2 separate regions of the Gasterosteus aculeatus genome follow, and region 1 is linked to region 2. A link is a contact called in public Hi-C data. All regions are on one chromosome and are shown on one strand. Each heading gives the region's core, a stretch centred on a gene start, on an enhancer-like site or on the middle of the called end of the contact. The rest is flanking DNA. Distances are from core to core; before and after follow the strand shown.

Region 1 (3,658 bases), core at 218-2,717, 130 kb before region 2:
TCTGTCCCCGTTCTCAATGTCGTCGAGCTTCCGGTCCTTGTTTTTCAGGTCCTCACTCAGCTTCGGTATTTCACTGGATGACACCTTCTGGCTGGATTCCACTGTTATACAAACAGTATAGTGAGTTAAAAGCAGAGACAGAGACCAAAGCAATGCATGTGCCACTAGGATGTAAAGTAGCGGGTCAGCTTTCTATGACCCATCCCAAGGTAACGGCGTGTGTTTGTGTGTGACGGCGAGTCTTACTGCTATGCAGCTTTGCTTTCAGCGAGTCCAGGTCTTCTTTCAGGGCGATCTGCATCCATAGGAGTCCAGCACAGGCCGTGACGCAGGCGGCGAGTATGACGAACAGGAACAAGGGGTAGCACACATTGCAGCACTGCGTGTAGCTTCTCCTGAGGGCACAAGCAACACATAACGTAAAGACATTGCATCTGCAGGCCCGTTCAGGATTAATGAAGCCGGTGTGGTCAGAAGGCTGCATTCAGTGTCACGGGAATTATGAGGGTTACTGACGAATAATGATGCTTTGGAATGTGGAATATGTCGTCATTTAAATGATCATGCCACGCGTAGCACTGCACACTGACATCAAGCAGCAGGGGGGAAAAGGTGCCTTTCGACTCTGAAGAACACGACCTTTGATTACAGATGAAGAGCACTCACTTGCCGGCGTGCGCCCCGCTGCTCATGCCGCTGAACTCGTCGTCGTCCGAGCTGGACTCGGACTCGGAGTCCGGCGGCTCGGTTCGCAGGAGGCGGTGTCCTGTCCCCTTTTTGGTCTTCTTCCTCTTGCTGTCCCCGAGTCCGATCAAGGCGTTCAGCTCCTTCCTCTTCTTCATCTTCTTCTGGGGGGTCAGCGAACCCGTCGAGGCCGATTTAAACCCCACAAAATCCAAAGTTTTGTCCAGTTTGGTGGATGTTGTGGTTTACGTAGCAGGTAACGCAGTGCTCTATTGCTAGCTTGAATTTCAACCTGACAGCGTTGCTAACGGATACAAACACGTCGGACTTGGTTGCCTTGTCGATGAACAACGAGTACAAACAGATGCTCAACAGCGATTTGTCGTTACGTTACGCTCACAAAACACTTTTCGTACTGCCGAGCCGGGCTGTCACAATCGTTAGGTAACGTTAACTCGGTTAGCATCTGACACCTTGCTAAGTGTGGCTAACACGGTCGGAGCACCGATACTGTGCTATGCAGCACTATCAAGTCCTCCACGCGGGGTCTGAACACACCTGCCTCGACGTCGGTCTTGTTTGGGCAAACTTCTAAATAAAAATATTAATAAAATCCATCTATCCTAAAAGTCAGAATATGCGGCAGTGTATTTCCAGCGATCTGTCCTGCTGTCTGTATTGTCTGGGCGGGGCTTCCGAGTAACCTCTCACGTGATTGGTGCAACCAGCAGCTTCCGGTTCTCTCTGCTCTCAGGTAGCGAAACAAAGCGCGCCCCCCCCCATTCCCCCCCGGAGGGGCAGACGCTTCATATCGATGCATAAAGTCAGGATCACTATAAGTAAGTCGACCTATCAAACGTAGGAAATGGGATAATATTAAATGAATGGGACGTGTTCTTAAGACGCTAAATAAAACAACGCGGACTTCCGGTGTGCAGCTTGATAAAATATTGAATGACGTCAGGTCCGGTTAAAGAACTCACCGCCTAGCTAAACTTTCCGATGTTTTTTTTATAAACAAAGACAATTCAATGAATACATTAAGTGGAACATCGCTTTAAGTTATTTTATCAGTTTGTTACACGTTTGGCTTATTGTGGTATGTAACATCAGAAAATGTCCTTATTGACATAATGACAATCACCAGGGGTGATTCTTCTATTATCTTCTATTATCACCCCTTTTATTATCAATTAATCAGTGGATTTGTTTGAGAGTTGTCGTCATATTGCCCGTTTTGTCCAAGAACCTGTTCACTTCAATTATATGAATCAGAAAACAAATCAGCATGTGAGACCATTTGGAAAAACATCCACTGTTTGGTGTTTTTCAACCGATAAACGCGAAAATAAATCAGTTGCTGTAATTATTTGTACATTGGCAAAGTGATGACATTTGTTGCTTGCGTAGTGTTATATCTACACGTTATCCCACAGGTCTTTGTCAGTTTTGGTGTCGGCGTGTTTACATAATATTTCCATGAATGCACCACGTTCTATGAAACAGGATTTAATTTTTTGTTTCAATTCTGCTCCTCCATCGGGGGTCCGGAACAAATCCCGCTGACCCGGAGCGCTATTGGGCCGGCCCAGCAGGACACGTGGACTGAGACGAAGCGGGGTCTCTGCCGACTGGCCTTTAGCTCTCTTTCATTGAAAACAACCTCCCACTGGCCTGCTTTTGGCTTTGAAAATATGTTCCTTTATGTGCAACCCCCCCCCCCCCCCCCCCCCTCTTACTACTGCACAATACTATTAATAATCACACTGCATGGAAAGCACTCGCACTGGTGCAGTTTATTAGCTCACAAAGGAACTGGGACGCTCCTCGCCATCTCGCTATGAATTTGGTTATTGAGTTGCAGGAGACGAGGCCTCCAGCTGATGCTTTATTATCTCCAGAAAAGAGTTTCCCGGGGCAATGCCTGTCACCATGAGCGCCACGCCACCCTCACGACTACCAAGCTAATACCATCACGCTCAGACGGATGCGCCTGAAGTGCATTAAGGCCGCCGCTGCTTGCATTGTTTTGAACGCGCCGACTGTGAATCCAATTCAGTCAGTGGCTGGAGAACACCTGGTGACGGAACACGCCTCACGCTGAGGGGCCTGTGAAGACCGCGCTCCGGCGTGAAGCCACAAATCAAAGCATCGGAGCCGTTTCATCTCTCCGCCGGAGTCTGGAGTTCTCATCCGGGGGTTAAGACCGAAAGGATGACACTTCAACCCCCCCCCCCCTCACATCTGCAGCCCCGAGGTAGGGAGCGCCGGGCATTAGAAGGCGAACGGCTAATTTCCACAAAACACTTGTTTTCCCACTTTGTTCACAGCGGGGCTCCTCACATTCTCCCCGGGAGTGGTTTGTGTAAGCGCCGGACCGGCAGCAGCCTTTGGGCGCCGTCAGAGAATGTAAAGAGTGGCGGCACGATGGGAAATACTGAATAGAGCTGACTGCTAATTGAAGGCTTTCATCTGACATGGCAGGCTGTGTGAATACAGATTATCATCAGTTGGAAGTGGGAGGGGGGGGCGCTGTTAGAATACCAATTTCTCTCACCAGGGTGTTTTTTCACTGTTTTATTTCAAAGCCTTCAACCATTATGTGGGATGACTCATCTCATACGGTACAAATATCACCATGCAACGCTAGCTGGCAGATTCAACGGAATATTATGTGTGTTTTTGACTCTCTTTATTCGCAGAACAACGAGCTTTGTTCCTCGCCTGCTTTGGCCGTTTGTGTTTGATCACTTCTTCTTGGGATGTTTTAAACTGCAGTCGTGACGTCACAAAAGGCTTCGAATCCACAAAAACATGAACCACAAACAGCGCAGGTGTTCTTCCTTCGCTGTGATCTGTATCCATGCAGCTCATCTGAGGTCGTTCTTGGTCTGTTATTACAGGGCGAGGCCATCGGCTCGCCCCCGCGGAGCCGTGACAAACATCCAGGCCTTTTGGGAAACGAAGCTGAAAA
Region 2 (3,654 bases), core at 971-3,470:
TTCACGTCCGTCCTCTGAGATGTTTAGTAAACACTGAGCTGACACCTTTGCAGAAACCGAACACTTGAGAGCGTTTGTGGCACGTCGACCTTCAGCCTCGTAGAGTACCAACAGACGTGAAAGTTTTATCGTTAATAGATTTTAATCAGAGAAACGTACGGCGATGTCGTATCGCAGTCTCTCAGCGCAGGAGCTGTGATGCGGTTTGCTATATTTGGCTCAATGTAAAGCAAACACGACATCATAATAATTTTAATAATACAATGTTCTTGGCTTGCGATGAAGTAGCTGAACGCTGCCTGTCAAATGGAGATTCGGGGAGTTGGTGAAAGTCACGGCGTAGAGTTGTTGTGCAAACAGGAAAAAGGTTCTACCAGGCGCTACTGGGAGCTTTTTGACCGTATTCACCTAATAAAGCGTGCGGTTCCCTTCTGCAGGTGGAGGCCCCGTTCATACCAAAGTGCAGAGGCCCGGGGGACACCAGCAACTTCGACGACTACGAGGAGGAGGAAATCCGAGTTTCCGTAACGGAAAAATGCGGGAAGGAGTTTGCAGAGTTTTAGGACGCGGGGGACATGGATACATCAGGGAAATTAGGGGATCTTTGCACTCTTCTAAAGACTCGGGATGGAGCAGAGACCATCGTTTTTCAGATCTACTACATAGTCCCGTCATTCCATGAGGCCGAATGAGGTTGCCGCGATCCTTGGGTGCCGATAACCTCTCACTGTCACGTACACCTGCGTATTAAAGCAGACACAACACTTTCTTTTTTCTTTTGTACCTACCACCCTTCTTCTTTTTTTCTTTTTTCTTTTTTTTTTACTTTGAAGCAGTTAGTCTTGGATGTCGTTATGCCCTTTTAAAATGTGATGGTTTTTTTCAATTCATGAGGAAAAACTGAGACTACGGCCAATAAGCGTCCACGCATTGTATCCCACCGGTCCGTGTGCACTTTGGGGCACCCTGCTGGGCCTCGCAGGAGACTCCCTCGAGGCGATCTGTTACAAGTCCACCTCGCGCCGGCCTTTGGGCCATTCTGGCCGGCTTTCGGGGGGGAGGAGAGGGGGAGGGGGGCAGCATTCGTCCCGCGTCTGTCAGGTTTTCTGTTGAGTTTTGGAAGCGTGACAAGGAAAGAGGTCCTCTTCCTTTTTTAGCTTTTTGCCTAGAGCCAAGTCCTTTGCCCCCCCCCCCCCCGCCACAGAGAAGCATCCATTCACTGTCTTCTTGGTATTCTGACCCAGCAAGCAGACGCAGACAATGACAAACCCTGTTATTTGTAAAATGCAAATCCAGTTGTTTGTTTGATCCTTTTGGATCGGGTAGTTACATGTAAAGTTTGTCATTTTGTATCTGACTATTCTTTCGTCGCTTTGTCTAACATTAAAATCACAATGTCCCTGGAATTCAGGTCCGCTTATAAAGACCCTTTGTCATGAGTCCGTGGAACCAGTAAATGCAAAAGAGTGAAGTGAAATCCTTTGTAGGATTTTTGTTGAGTGTGATGTTAAGTTGAGGAGGTCGGTGTCAGTAAAGCCTTTTATTAAACAGGACATCATTTGTAATGTTGTAGATCAAAGATGTTTTAAAATCTTAAGAAACAGGAATGCAAAATCTGCATATTTACCGTATTCTCCCTTTTATCGCCCCCAAAACAGATTTCTTTGTTTGAGCAAAGAATGTCTATTTGCAACTTATAGGTATGCATATTTGAAGGCTTGATTTCAAGGTACAGTTTTCCTCACAATACACTGGCTAAAATAAAGACTGCTCCTTTGTGTCACATGTAACCTTGTTATTGTTAAACTCATTGCATCATACGTATATACATTGTTTCATATATGTCTTTATTTATACACATTAGAGATGCTAATAAATTTTATTTTTAAAAGTGTTGAAGTTGTGTAACTGTCCGTGCATTGTGACTGTAATTCTCCCCACAGGGTCTGAATGTAACCACATAGTGGTCCAGACTCGAGGATTACTGTGGTAAATACACAAGGTTTGATTTATTCGATGCAGAGTAGTTATCACAATGTCCCATCTGGGGATTTCCATGAGACATTTAGTTCCAACACCATTTTATAATATAGGTTGAAAATTCTACACCAGTGGGACAAACTATATTTTAATAGCGCATAAAGAGTTACATAAGTAAGATAACTTAATAATAATAAATTATTATAATGTTCCTTTCATTATATTAATATTCTCTAATGTCTAACGTCAGTCCGACATTTATTCCGAACGCGTCACATTTGGGCCTCCTCTCTTGCCGTAGTCTCTCCGCGTGTGACGCACTACAGTGAGGAACACGTGGTGTCCTCGCGCGCCGCCGTTCATCCCGTGCGAAGTTTTTTTCCGGAAAACATGGCGGGCGTGGAGCTGCTGTCGGACCAGGGCTACCGCCTGGACGGCAGGAAAGCCACCGAGCTGCGGAAGCTTCAGGCCCGCATGGGTGTGTTCGCTCAGGCGGACGGCTCCGCGTACCTGGAGCAGGGAAACACGAAGGTTCTGGCTGTGGTCTACGGCCCGCACGAAGTGAGTAACGTTAGCTTAGCAAGCGCTAACGCCACAACGGTTAGAATAAAGCGCAGCGGTGGCAGAAGATGAACAGCACGTTATTTATTGATCATCACCCCCCCCCCCCCCGTAATTCGTCCAATAAAACGAATGCGTGTGACGTTACAGAATCGTTTCAAGCGACCAGAAAATACTGAAATACCTTCATGAACTGACCTTATAGGTACAACTTTCTGGGGGAAAGTCTGTTTTTATAAATATAACTAACAAAATAAATTAGTCTAACGTCATACGTCAATACAGTAAAGTTAATACTTCTCTGACAGTGCCAATATAACTTGAACATTGATTGTCCTGTCAAGGTAGAATATGACTGCAGCATTACATTTAACAGGTGTACCCATTAAAGTGACCCCCCCCCCCCCCCCACACACACACACACACACACACACACACACACACACACCAGTGTTTTCAGTTCCTTTTATTTTGTATAGCCCAAAATTGCATATTACAAATTTGCCTCAGAGGGCTTTACAGTCTGTACACATGAGACATCCTTTGCCCCAAAACCCTCGCACAGGAAAAACTGAAAAAAATTAAAAACCCTTCTATGGGGGAAAAAGGGAAGAAACCTGGGGGGAACGTCAGAGGATCCAATACGTTGAATTCCTATAACAGAAATGATTCACAATGTGGCAAGTGAAACAAAATCCCATCCTTATTTACCATAATGAACTAGGCTCCAGTTTATTAGAAGTTTGCATTAAATCATTAATATGGGCATCAAAGCTTCAGAAAAGTTCAGACTCGATACGCCGCGATTCCCTTGAATTGTATTAATGAAGACACAACGATCGATCCCCAGGTTCGAGGTTCGCGCACCCGGAGTCGCCACGAACGAGCCCTGATCAACTGTCAGTACAGCATGGCCACGTTCAGCACGGCAGAGAGGAAGAGGAGGCCGCACGGCGACCGCAAGTCCACGGAGATGAGCCTCCACCTCAAGCAGACGTTTGAAGCCGCCGTGATGACACAGCTCTACCCGCGCTCTCAAATAGACATCTATGTCAAGGTGAGTGGCGGCGAGGTGGACTCGATGATGTGTTGGGGGGGGGTTATCATGTATTG

The links. Hi-C and Micro-C count contacts between places; a contact is called where the count stands out from the background.
Region 1: a contact with region 2 is called in a Hi-C map of skeletal muscle, with 2.8 times the contacts expected there. The contact joins the promoter of efcab14 here to the promoter of exosc4 in region 2. A contact is called at or near these places in 3 of 6 Hi-C or Micro-C datasets (liver, skeletal muscle and whole body).

Annotation. Positions count from the first base shown.
Region 1 is chr3:17,665,702-17,669,359 of fGasAcu3.hap1.1, reverse strand. efcab14 (EF-hand calcium binding domain 14) reads right to left here and starts at 1,467. Exons shown (of 9, transcript XM_040171445.2): 1 at 667-1,467; 2 at 247-395; 3 at 1-101. The coding sequence starts at 842.
Region 2 is chr3:17,535,816-17,539,469 of fGasAcu3.hap1.1, reverse strand. exosc4 (exosome component 4) reads left to right here and starts at 2,220. Exons shown (of 3, transcript XM_040170903.2): 1 at 2,220-2,541; 2 at 3,392-3,598. The coding sequence starts at 2,371. It overlaps prkacbb (protein kinase, cAMP-dependent, catalytic, beta b), which reads left to right. Exons shown (of 11, transcript XM_078099876.1): 11 at 438-1,894. The coding sequence ends at 563.